Linked DNA regions of Ovis aries: region 1 is linked to region 2. A link is a contact called in public Hi-C data. All regions are on one chromosome and are shown on one strand. Each heading gives the region's core, a stretch centred on a gene start, on an enhancer-like site or on the middle of the called end of the contact. The rest is flanking DNA. Distances are from core to core; before and after follow the strand shown. Region 1 holds the start of RWDD1 (RWD domain containing 1). Region 2 holds the start of KPNA5 (karyopherin subunit alpha 5).

The links. Hi-C and Micro-C count contacts between places; a contact is called where the count stands out from the background.
Region 1: a contact with region 2 is called in a Hi-C map of hypothalamus, with 2.3 times the contacts expected there. The contact joins the promoter of RWDD1 here to the promoter of KPNA5 in region 2. A contact is called at or near these places in 2 of 16 Hi-C or Micro-C datasets (hypothalamus and skin fibroblasts).

Annotation. Positions count from the first base shown.
Region 1 is chr8:21,376,510-21,382,503 of ARS-UI_Ramb_v3.0, reverse strand. RWDD1 (RWD domain containing 1) reads left to right here and starts at 3,507. Exons shown (of 8, transcript XM_042253285.1): 1 at 3,507-3,676; 2 at 5,061-5,188. TRAPPC3L (trafficking protein particle complex subunit 3L) reads right to left here and starts at 3,219. Exons shown (of 7, transcript XM_042253288.1): 1 at 2,804-3,219.
Region 2 is chr8:21,148,523-21,154,284 of ARS-UI_Ramb_v3.0, reverse strand. It overlaps KPNA5 (karyopherin subunit alpha 5), which reads left to right and starts at 3,561. Exons shown (of 14, transcript XM_004011176.5): 1 at 3,561-3,726. The coding sequence starts at 3,723. ZUP1 (zinc finger containing ubiquitin peptidase 1) reads right to left here and starts at 4,346. Exons shown (of 10, transcript XM_060419471.1): 1 at 3,944-4,346; 2 at 1-237. The coding sequence starts at 223.

The DNA of each region.
Region 1 (5,994 bases), core at 2,258-4,757, 230 kb before region 2:
AAGGTCAGAGAAATTGAGAGGTGCAGGTGATGGTCAGGGAGCCGCTTGTACTGTCAACACACGGGCCTTTAATCTGAGATGGGGAGGGAGCAGTCAGGAGCAAAGAGTAACATAACCTGATTTACATTGTAACAGATCACTCTGGTCCCTTTATGTTAAGTCAGTCAGGAAGATTAATTAGGCTGGAAGTGATTCAGAGATTCACTACCATTCAGAGGAACTCTCAGAATCAGAATTGCATATGGTGTTTGCATTTATGAGGGTATCGAGTCTTTGAAACACCAGACTAAATGAAACATTAGCCACATGAACTGTTTGAGAATTAAGATTAACCTTTAAATAGGGAATTCTCAATTCTGCACCTCTGAGAAAAGTGAGATGGCCTAAAAAACTCATAAGCACAGAAAAGCAAAAATCAACTTCAAAACACATTTTGAAGACTGCTAATATTGGGAAGTAGCAACTGTGACTTTGCATTATTTGCAGAAAAAAACACAAATGATACAATGAATCTCTCACGGACATTTTTCTTTAGCAATAAAGATTAACAGAGAAGAGAGAAAATAGAACTGCTTCAGAGGAATATATACATATTTCTATATATTTCTAATTACTAATGCTGATAACCTATTTGAAAATTTGCAGTGTGCTTTCACATACACTGTTTCATGTTATTCGAATGATCTTAAAAAGTTTATATAACCTGTAAAGATTAGTGCTAAGGCTGGGATTCCCACTTCTGGCTTCAGATCCCGTGATGCTTGGTTCCACTATATCGTTTACCTGTCTGCAGAGCTTGAAACACACTTATCCTGTAACATCTTTAACTACAAATTAAAAATGAGACACTGAAAGAAAGCCAGTTTGTCTCATAAAAATCACCCACTTTTAGGTGGGTGTTTTGTGAAGTGTCTGTGTCAAAAGGAAATTAGAAATCAACCAAAAATGCTTAATGATGCCCAAATAGGTGACACAAAGATTTGGAAGTGAGTTCTCTTGCTTACATTAGCACTGGAAGTTATCTTTAGTACTAAAAATTAAAGAATCACTCGAGCATCCTGAAATATGAAGGTTTTACAGTAAATATACAACAGATTTGAAAATGATGTTTTACCAAAAATTCTGTTAATAAAAAAGTAAAGGAGATAAAGGGGCGCTTCATTTACAAGATTAAAACTTGTAACCAACCTTCTTTTCCTAATATAAAGCTTAAATTGGTTGCTTCACTGCATCTATTTTACCTGTGTTTTGATTATCATTTAGGAAATTAAAAAATTTTTTACTTGGTGTTTTTCTTTGATCCATGGATTAAAGCTGCTATCAACTTCCTTGCCAAACTCATTCTGTCTTCCTCATTTGTCATTTTGGTCAAAAGAACTTCATCTTTCCAGTTGTTCTTGCCAAATATCACCCCTTACTCATCCTTTTCTTACAATCCATATCAAATCCTGACACCTTCAAAATATATCCAGAATCTGTTTGGTCCTATAGCTTTCGTCCAAATCATCATCTTTGTTTAGATTATTGCCATGGCCTAACTGGTCTTGCCTGGAAAATCCCACTGATGGAGGAGCCTGGTAGGCTGCAGTCCATGGGGTCTCTGAGAGTCGGACACGACTCAGTGACTTCACTTTCACTTTTCACTTTCATGCATTGGAGAAGGAAATGGCAACCCACTCCAGTGTTCTTGCCTGGAGAATCCCAGGGACAGGGGAGCCCGGTGGGCTGCCGTCTATGGGGTCGCACAGAGTTGTTCGTGACTGAAGCAACTTAGCAGCAGCAACTGGTCTCCACACTTTCAGACTTTGTCCCTCTTCCACCTAAATCCTCCAATGATCCTATAGGACCTGCAAACTCCCACACCAGTTCACCATGCACCAGCCACACTGGCTTCCAAAATAACAAGCAGGCTCTCACCTTAGGATCTTAGCACTGGCTCTCCCCTTTGCACAGAACCTTCTCCTCCAGTAACAAATCCCTGATTTCCCTAAACCGAGGATATCCAGAAGCACCCTGTATCATGTATTTCATGTGATTCTTACCATCCTCAGAAAAGTTTCCATTTTCAATGCCCTGCTGCGGCTGCTAAGTCGCTTCAGTCGGGTCCGACCCTGTGCGACCCCATAGACAGCAGCCCACCAGGCTCCCCGTTCCCTGGGATTCTCCCCTAATAACTCTTAATACCGAAGACATGGAATCAGTACCAAAGTGAATATGTTCATTTTCACATATCCTTCTGCTAAGTAAGCAGTGCGTGTCCGTCGCTCAGTCATGTCCGACTCTTTCCTACCCCATGGACTCTTGCCTGCCAGGCTTCTCTGTCCATGGAATTCTCCAGGCAAGAATACTGGAGTGGGTTGCCAAGGAGGCAATAAGTCCCAACAGAATATCAGATACCTTCTGGTCCATGGGACATCATCCTTTTAGCAAGAGAAAACTTCAGAGCCTTTATCTCTAAGCTTTAACACAAAAACAAAAAGAAAAATACAGACGAATATGAAAAATCTTTTAATGTTCTTATATTTTTCTGCATTAAAAAACTAAAAATCTTCCTTTATTATACACATAAATGGATCTTTAGCTTTCATTTCATAAAAGTACCATGTTTGGCCATAGTTTGTGCCGTTACAGTTTTTTTTTCTTTTTTTTTTTTTAAAAACTCTTTGTAACTGCTGTGATGAACTGGAAGATAAGAGACGTATATGTATTAAGTACTATTACTTCTTCAGTTTCATCCTTCCAAATCAAAGGTTTTGAGTGTTCTTCGGAGACAATACTTACCGAAACTGTTACAGAAACTTACCCCCCTTTCATCAGTTCAGAAATACGCGATCTCAGAATATTTAGATCTACATCTTGCCGCGTTCATTTTACAAATTCAGATGATCTCAGGACTTTCACTTGCTTTCTCCCCCAGATCCACTCTGACTCGTTACTCGGAGGTTGGGCCGAGCTTTCTGGACCCGTCTGATGCACTACGAGAGCTGTTCCTCTGCCCACTGGATTCTACAGTCTTGTGGGATGCCCAGAACTTGGAGGTTCCAGAAACGTAGACATCTCCTGGGACACGCCATTAGTCAGCACTAGGACGTGGGCATCCGCCCTGTGGACGCTGCCACGGGGTCGCAACCCGGAGACCCGAAGCGATCAAGTGCAGGGACGCCCGCAGCGTCCCGCCTCCAGCTAGACAGTCCCTCCCGGGTACCCGAGGCTGGCCTTAAGACCAGACTAGTAGAGCGAGGATGCGGCGCTGAGGGCCTTCTCTTGTTCCGGCTCTGCAAAACCCGGTAACCAATCCTTAGGTGTCTGTGGCAAATGCCAGACCAGGTGTTTTCCCCATCCCAGCAAGTCCCGAGCGGGCGTGGGACAGTCAGCCCAACGGCCAGGCCCGACGAGTCGAACGTGGAACTAGGGAGCAGACGGAGGCCGGCGCGGGGCTGTTGATCAGCAGGCCCGCCTGGTTGTGGGCCCCAGGCCTTTCTGCCTGGGACTCTGCGCCTGCGCCCGCCCGGCCGCTGCCTGCTCTCCCGGCGCGGCCGAGGTCCAGGCTGCAGCACGCCGCCTGGGTCTCTGGGCGATCCATGGGCTGCAGCGAGGGCCGCGATGACAGATTACGGCGAGGAGCAGCGCAACGAGCTGGAGGCTCTGGAGTCCATCTACCCTGACTCCTTCACAGGTGACTTCCGCGGCCACGGGCCGGCAGCTCCCCGAGGTGGAGTGGGACGGGCCGCCGCCTCCACGGCCCTCGACATCCCCCGCCAGGATGGAGAAGGGAGCAGCCAGGCCGCGTGGCCACCTCGCTCGCCACTCTCACCTCTAGCTCTTTTGCAGTGATCGGGCATTTACTAGTAACTCTACGGCTGTTCTGTCTTCTCCGCTAATTCCTTGAAATCTGAAAGTCCGGGCGAGGTCCCTGGAGTGGCAGGCCTGGAATTCAGTCGGGTGCACTTTGGTTCTGTGTCGCGGCAGTCCATGGAGTGGCAAAGAGTCGGACACGACTGAGCGACTGAACGGACCTGAACTAACAGGAGCGCGAGGTTTAGTGAAATACACGAATGAAGGTGCTCCAAGTGGGAGTAGTCTTTCCAGAGCCGCAGAAGTGTCAGTTTTCACATTTTCACCATTATTCAGGCTGTTTTTTTTTCTCATATTTGCTGTTTTAAAATTTGTGGGATTCAGAATTCTCAAAGTTACCCAGGATCAGTTTTGAGAGTAGTCTTGTCCCTGAAGTTTGTCGTTTTTCTCTTCTCTCTCTCTCTCTCTCTCTTTTTTTTTTTATGTTCTGACATTCTGCAGATTGCCCAATGAATGAGTTGGCTCAAATTTCAGGTCCACTGTAAGATCACAGGTAGTTAGACTTGTAGTAGGATGTTAGACGTCATCTAGGAGAAGGAAATGGCAACCCACTCCAGTGTTCTTGCCTGGAGAATCCCAGGGACGGAGGAGCCTAGTGGGCTGCCGTCTATGGGGTCGCACAGAGTCGGACACGGCTGAAGCGACTTAGCAGCAGCAGCAGCCTGGCTTCCTCTTGCTAGAAGCAAGGTAGTGGAGGCTCAAGAAAGGCAAGCGGTTGGCTCTGGGTTGGCCAGCAAGTTAGTAGCAGGACTGGTAATAAGAGTTCGGTTCCACTCCAGCTGGTATGACGGGGAGCAGAAGGTTACTTGGTAAGCTGGGCTAATGTAAAATGGTAATGAGAAGTTCATTAGGTATATTTTCAAGGAAGAGAATTCTTCTGTAGTAAACCATCCTTCTGATGATTCTGAAAATGCTGCAAGATAAGCATATCAGTATGGCTTCTCTCACTTGACACTCAGGTTTTGAGAGGTGGTCTAATAAAGCCAATATGAGCAAGTATAGCCTAGGTTTGTGGGACTTACCTTCCTTACCCCGTCCTTTGAGTGTCGTCCATCACTGACTGTCAGAATTCAGTGTAAGGTAATGTTATTTTAACTCATAAACCGCAACACCTCTCCCTTGTCATTGTTTAGCTTAGTTTTCTTAGCTCTACCCTTTGATCACTGCTTGCAATGGTAGCAAATTTTGTTCTGCTTTGCCAACAGGCTTATGTCTCTCAGCTATCCCTGTATAGTTCCAGTCCTGTTCATGTTCTCTCTCACCAGCAGTTCAGCTGTGCTGTGAGGATGTTAAGGGGATGAGTGAAGAGGGGTTTGAGAGTGTCATTAACTGGGTGAGTGTGTATGGAGTCTGGCTCCCTTCTGTATCCTTGCTTATGTATCAATGTCTAAATAAAACAGAATATAGGGTCAGTTGCTGGATATACTCTTAATCATGACATTTGGTCCTTTCTGATACATTGGAAATGGGACAGGCATGAGCACAACATAGGCAGACTTAAGAAAGCACAAGATGTGCTCTTCTCATTTCTTTGAACATTAAGATTTGCTCATTAAATATTGTGCTTATAAACATTTGTAAAAGTGATACATTTTAACCCTAAAATAATTGGATGGTTCTTTCAAATTGTACTAGGGGCTGATATAGTTGGGTATGTGAAATTCTTGTCAGATGCAAAAGTGCTTGAGAATTCTGAGCCAAGTTAATAAAAGAAAATTTGTGAATCTTGGACGCCTCAAGTATTCTGCAGTATCAGCTGAGCCCTTCTGTCTCTTAATTCCTATCAGCACCCCTACAGTTGTATTAAATAAGTTAAAATGAGCTGTCCTGATTTATAGTTATTTAGGAACTTTGGTCAACTTCTGTATGAAATCTCAAGGCAAAGGCAAGCGGACTTTGGAGTCATTTATTTCTGTGTTTGGTCTTTTGGAATCTTTTTGAGGATTTGCAAGGTGTACTATTTTTTATAGCTTTCTTATGTGTTGATGATTTCATACTTTAGTATTTTCATACCTAGTTTAAGAAAGAGAGCTTGTTTGTATTAGTTTGCCAAGGAACAATAATTGGTGGTTTTCAAATCTCATTTTGAATTTCATTGAATATTAGACTTGGTAAGTGCTCAATGCTGTTGATGAAGTA
Region 2 (5,762 bases), core at 2,312-4,811:
TATCGGAAGTTCCATACTGTATTGTATTAATCCTCTCAAAGTTTCTTTCTAGTTCATTTTGCTCAAAATGAGCAGTTTCAATATGAAAACACATTTCATCATAATTTACACCTGACAACTTGCAAAATGGACATATAACTTCATTTTCCATGTGAACAGTTAGGTGAGCCTTCATGTCTGGTTCTGAGGATACTGTTTCACCACAAATATCACAAGATAGCATGGTAGAGCAGGTAACTAGAAAAGAATACAATGTTATTTATGTTAGAAAGTAAGAGCTGAAGAAAAAGAAAATACATTTTATAAAAGGATTTGGAACAACTATATATGTTATTTATGACTAGATTATTTAGATGAAGAAATTTTCAATGTCCTTACTGTTCCTCAAATATACTAATTTATTTATAAATCTCAACTACTGTATTTCAAGTTAATGGTTTGGATAAAACAAAGGCAAAGCGAAAGTGAAGTTGCTCAGTCGTGTCTGACTTTTATGGACTGTAGTCCATCAGGCTCTTCCATCCATGGGGTTTTCCAGGCAAGAATACTGGAGTGAGTTCTTATTTCCTTCTTCAAGGGATCTTCCTGACCCAGCCCTGGGTCAGATTCTTTACTCTCTGAGCCACCAGGGAATCCCTAAACAAAGGCAATGATACTGCAAATTGAAATAAAAAATTTTTCAAAAATTTCAGTGTGTCTGGACTGAGGTAAAGAAAAAATAATGTATATAAACTCACCCAGGTAAAATAAGCCAAGTAAGAGAAAACAAAGAGAAGAAACCTTATCAACCAATATATCTAAATACAAAAACTTTAAAGTTAACAATCAGTTGCGCAAATAAACAAATTCCATAATAGCAGCTAACAGTTGAAGAGTTTTATATGTCAAACTAATTAAAGCACCATTACTATCATTCTGGGCTTCACTGATGGCTCAGCGGTAAAGAATCTACCTGCAATGCAGGAGACGCAAGTTGGATCCCTGGGTCGGGAAGATCCCCTAGAGGAGGGCATAGCAACCCACTCCAGTATTCTTGCCATGAAAATCCCATGTACAGAGGAGCCTGTCAGGCTATAGTCCATGCGGTTGTAAGGACTGAATTGACTGGGCACACACGATCATTCTAAATGAAGGAAACTGGCTCAAAGTCACCAGCACCAGAAAATGATTAGCCCAAATGCTAACCCAGTCAGGCTCCAGAGGTGCACTCTCCACCCAAAACATAAAAGCACAGTGAACACAGTTAAAAAGAGCACTGATTCCAGAGTCAAGAGAACTGCGTTATAATCTCAGGTTTCATAATTTTAGATGACACACCTCCCCTTTCTGAGGTTCGGCCTACAAAATGAGTTACACTGAATCAGCAGTCACTTCTGGGCTTTACAAATTTCTGGCTCTGACACAAATTTTGCTAAGAAGTTTTTCAAAAGCAAGCACAGTCACAACCTTTCTACTACCTAGACTATCTTTCAGCTAGAAACTGTTTTAAAACAAAGAGAAAGTGAAAATAAGGAAACTATCCCCACTATTTAAATAAATTTAGTTTAATAAGATCGCCCAACTTCGTCTCCCTGCCCCCCACCCCTTTTCCTCAGACAAGTGAAAACAGTCTCTGATTTTGATGTAAATTCTCCCAAACCATCAGTGCAAAGAACGTGACACTCAGAGAATTTTCTTCTTTTCCCGGGCCGGGACCCAGAATGGTGTGCTTGAGCTCCCCAACACTTAGAGCAAGTGGATGACACATGTGTGGAGGTCGGCGGAAGGTGCCGGAGCCTGCCCAAAGGTCCATGGCAACGTCCCAAGGCCAGGATATGAAACCAGTCCCGATACTAACTGGGTCAAAGCATTCGGCCTAGGGATCCAGGGCTGGGACGGTCAGTTCCTACCGGCCTGAAGAGCCGGCCGCTGTCACACTGCCCTTCTTCTTCGGATCCCGCAGCAGATGCCGTCTGGCTCGCGGGCAAAGGAGTGCTGCGCGCTGTCGATTCCCTTTCCCGGCCTGAAAAACTGAGGTAGGCCCTTATTTTTACCCAGACACTGACGGTTAACCGAGAAGAGAACCAGCGACTCTGAAAAGCCTCAGCCTCCGGACGCACATTCAAAAAAGCTTTTCCTCTCTTCCCCGGAAGAGAAGGAATCCCAGCATGAACCTCTGCACGCTGATCTGGGTCGTGGTGGATTGTGGGAGTCGTAGTCGTTTCCCCGTCAAGGTTCCAACGCCTAATTTAAGACGAGACACTAGACTCAGAGGTCTCTATGAATGAATTCTCAGGTTGTGTCCTAAGGCATTACACGAATCCACAATATCCACTGTCAATGGCAACACACTCCAGCACTCTTGCGTGGCAAATCCCATGGATGGAGAAGCCTGGTAGGCTGCAGCCCGTGGAGTCGCTAGGAGTCGGACACGACTGAGCGACTTCACTTTCACTTTTCACTTTCCTGCATTGGAGAAGGAAATGGCAACCCGCTCCAGTATTCTTGCCTGGAGAATCCCAGGGACGGGGGAGCCTGGTAGGCTGCCGTCTCTGGGGTCGCACAGAGTCGGAGACGACTGAAGCGACTTAGCAGCAGCAGCAGGGCCTGACTGAGTAGCACTCTCACATTATCAAGCAAGGGCTTATAATGTTACAGCGTGCCAAAGTCCTCTAACTATGGAGGGTGGCAAAGACCTGTTCTTGCTTCACGGTTACAAGATAACGCTATTTTGATCCCTGAATTAAAAATATGAAACAGCTCTTGGTACTTAAAAAATACAATATCAGAATTTAAAAAATCATATTAATAGAGAGCTGTAAGATAACCCAAAATTTTCTCAGAAAAGAGAACAAAAAGAACAAGAGATGGAAAACAGAAGCTTCTTTGGGGAAGGAATCATGTGTTATTTATCTTGCATATTCTGTGCCTAGAACTACATAGAGAAAACAACCTGTTTTCAATACTGCTTGTTCAACCCCAAGGTTGAACCATGTGTTGAACAAGGCTGTATGTGTGTTATAAAAAATCAAGAGTACTTTACTTGGAGTTATTTCATACATCAGTGGCTACTATTTTGCAAAAAAAAAATCCACAGATGTCACGGCATCCAAAAATTTTCAACTGAAAGGTTGAAACAAATGAGCAGAGAAGATAGGAAGAAGTGAATGAGGTTGAAGAAAATGAAGCTCCACGAGGTCAGGATTTTTATCCGTTGTGTACACTATTGTACCTCCAACATCAAATCAAGTCTGGCACAGATTAGTCCCTCCGTCAATACTACGTTGTAAAATGAATAAATGAATGGATGGAAGCTTGGGCGGATGGATGAACAAAAGAACGAACGGGTGAATGACAGAACTGGCAGGGAGCACTACTGCTGTCAGGGCAGTAGGACACACTTCTGCCACAGCAACGCGCAGAGTTAAAATCCCAGAGTCTAGAAGTCGCCGGATCCTCCATGAGTGGGTGGGGCTGGGGCGTCCGCGTCTCTCCGCCCCTCTGCCTGTCGGAGCAGCAGCTTCGCGGCCGCCGCCGCCGCCGCCGCCACCGCTGCCGCGTGCAAGGGCTTCTGGGAGCCCAGACTTGGGGGTCTAGAGTAAGGGGCGCAGGAGGCCGCCATCTTGCGTTGTGAGCCTGGTCTCTGTACTCATAGCTAGGGGCGGAGGGCTGACCCCACAGTTACCGCAGCAGCCGCCACAGCCGGAGACTGGGAAGTCAGGGCGCCGGCTAGTGCCACATTAATGGGTAAGTGGGAGTGACACGCCAGGTGGGGTGAGCCTCGGGTTTGGTCCTTTCGGAAGCTACTAGGTCCTGAGGCCACTGTTTTTATCTTCCCCTACAATTGGAGAAGGAAATGGCAACCCACTCCAGTGTTCTTGCCTGGAGAATCCCAGGGACGGGGAGCCTGGTGAGCTGCCGTCTCTGGGGTCGCACAGAGTCGGACACGACTGAAGCGACTTACCAGCAGTAGCAGTAGCAGCAGCAGCAGCAACAAAGGGTTCCGGGCCGGGCCGGGTCCTCTCAGCTTTTCCAGAGGGAGACAGCGGTGGCGGGGGCGTGGCGGCCAGACCTTTCCCTTGAGGACGCGAAGGCGCAGGGAGCTCAGAGCCTCCCCGAGAGCCAGGCTGATGATGCTCAGGAGCTTTAGGCACAGGATCCTCTCGCCGCTCTGCTCCGCTGTCTCTCGGCAGTTATTAGTATTTTTTTTTTCTTTCGGTACATGGTCTTATCGGACGTTGCCTGCCACTTCAGGGGCTCAGCAATCTGTTCCGCTTGTTAGAAGTTCTTTTGTGTCCAGAATAAGGCAGGTTCAGCCCCAGGGGCCTACGTGTCGCACCCTCTACGTCCAGCGCTGCCGTCCACCTGGCGCAGATGCCTGGAAGGGCTCAGTGCTGACGCGGGCCAGCGCGGGTTAGATGCTTCTGCTAGATCACTTCCAAGGTGACAGTTTAATAGTGTCTCCTCACTAATGCACAAGAGTTGAGAGGAATTGAAATCTGTGAGAAGGGATAGTGCTACTTCAAAAGAATATGACACTGGCATTTACTCTTCGTTTTTTTTTGAACACTTTTTAAAAAAACCTGATCTGATGTCTCTTAGTTACAGCATTCCATGATTTATATTTTATTTAAAAAAAGTGACTTTCTCTCATGGTAAACAGGAATAGCTCTGTCCTTTAGATCTTCAGGTACTGCTTGTTTGCTTGTAGGGGTTCTGATTGCTGCACTTTCCCCTTTGTACTGATCTTGTCATTTTACTAACAGACACCCAAGCCCATAGAAACGCAGGCTTTATGGAGACAAGAAATTCCGTTAATATGTTTTAGAAAAAGTTCAGATTCCAGTTGTTTGCCTAACCTCAGCACAGTTTTTTCAAAGAGTGGAGTCAAAAATAAGCTTATGACTGAAAAAAAAAAATTCCTCTGGCAACATTATAGTGTTTGATTGGCATTTCTTATATTTGAAATAACTTGTATGAGACAGCAGGCTTTGAAGTATAGTCTTTTAAGCTATATTCCAGAGAAAGAAAATCCCCTTGGGTGATGCAGCTTTAAAAAATCATTTTCCTTGAACTTTATATCCCCTTTAAAGCAACTGCAGTGAGGATGCAGATGTTAAATAAGAGACAAGAAGTTAGTACTATAGAAGGAAAACAAATAATATATGAGTTGCTGGCGTGAGATTTTATTTGGTTAGCATTTATACTGAAAGATTTTAATTTGTCATTGCCTAGATTGATGATCTTAGGAGTACTGTCTGCTGTGTGTGATGGGAGGCACAAGGTAATTCAATCAGATGTGGGGAGAAGATATTAGAACTTATGCTTATCTTATAAAACTATTTTTAAAAAAATTTCTGTGAATTTATAATTGGATAGTTTATTAAGTTAGTAATATGCATATATAAATAAACAAGCATATTGAGGGTGCATTCCCAAATGTATTTTGTGTGCATAGGATATGTGATCAAAAGTTTAGAGGCCAGTGGCTTAGAAGATGCCTAATGTATAGGTGGTAAATATTGTAAAGAGGTCTGTTGCTGCGAACATTTCATTTTGCTAAGATATTATACTGTTAAGTGTAATTCAACAACTAATATGAAGCCCAGTTTGCTTGGTAATTAACTTTGTTTTTCCCTTCCAAGCCTAAGCTTTTGTTAGTGCAACAGAGATTTTATATATAAAATAGAGAATAATGCTAAACGTTATTAAGAAAGTTAGATTGAACTGTTTCTAGACATAAGTATTTGTAGGTGCACACAGTATTGCTAAAATTAATTTAT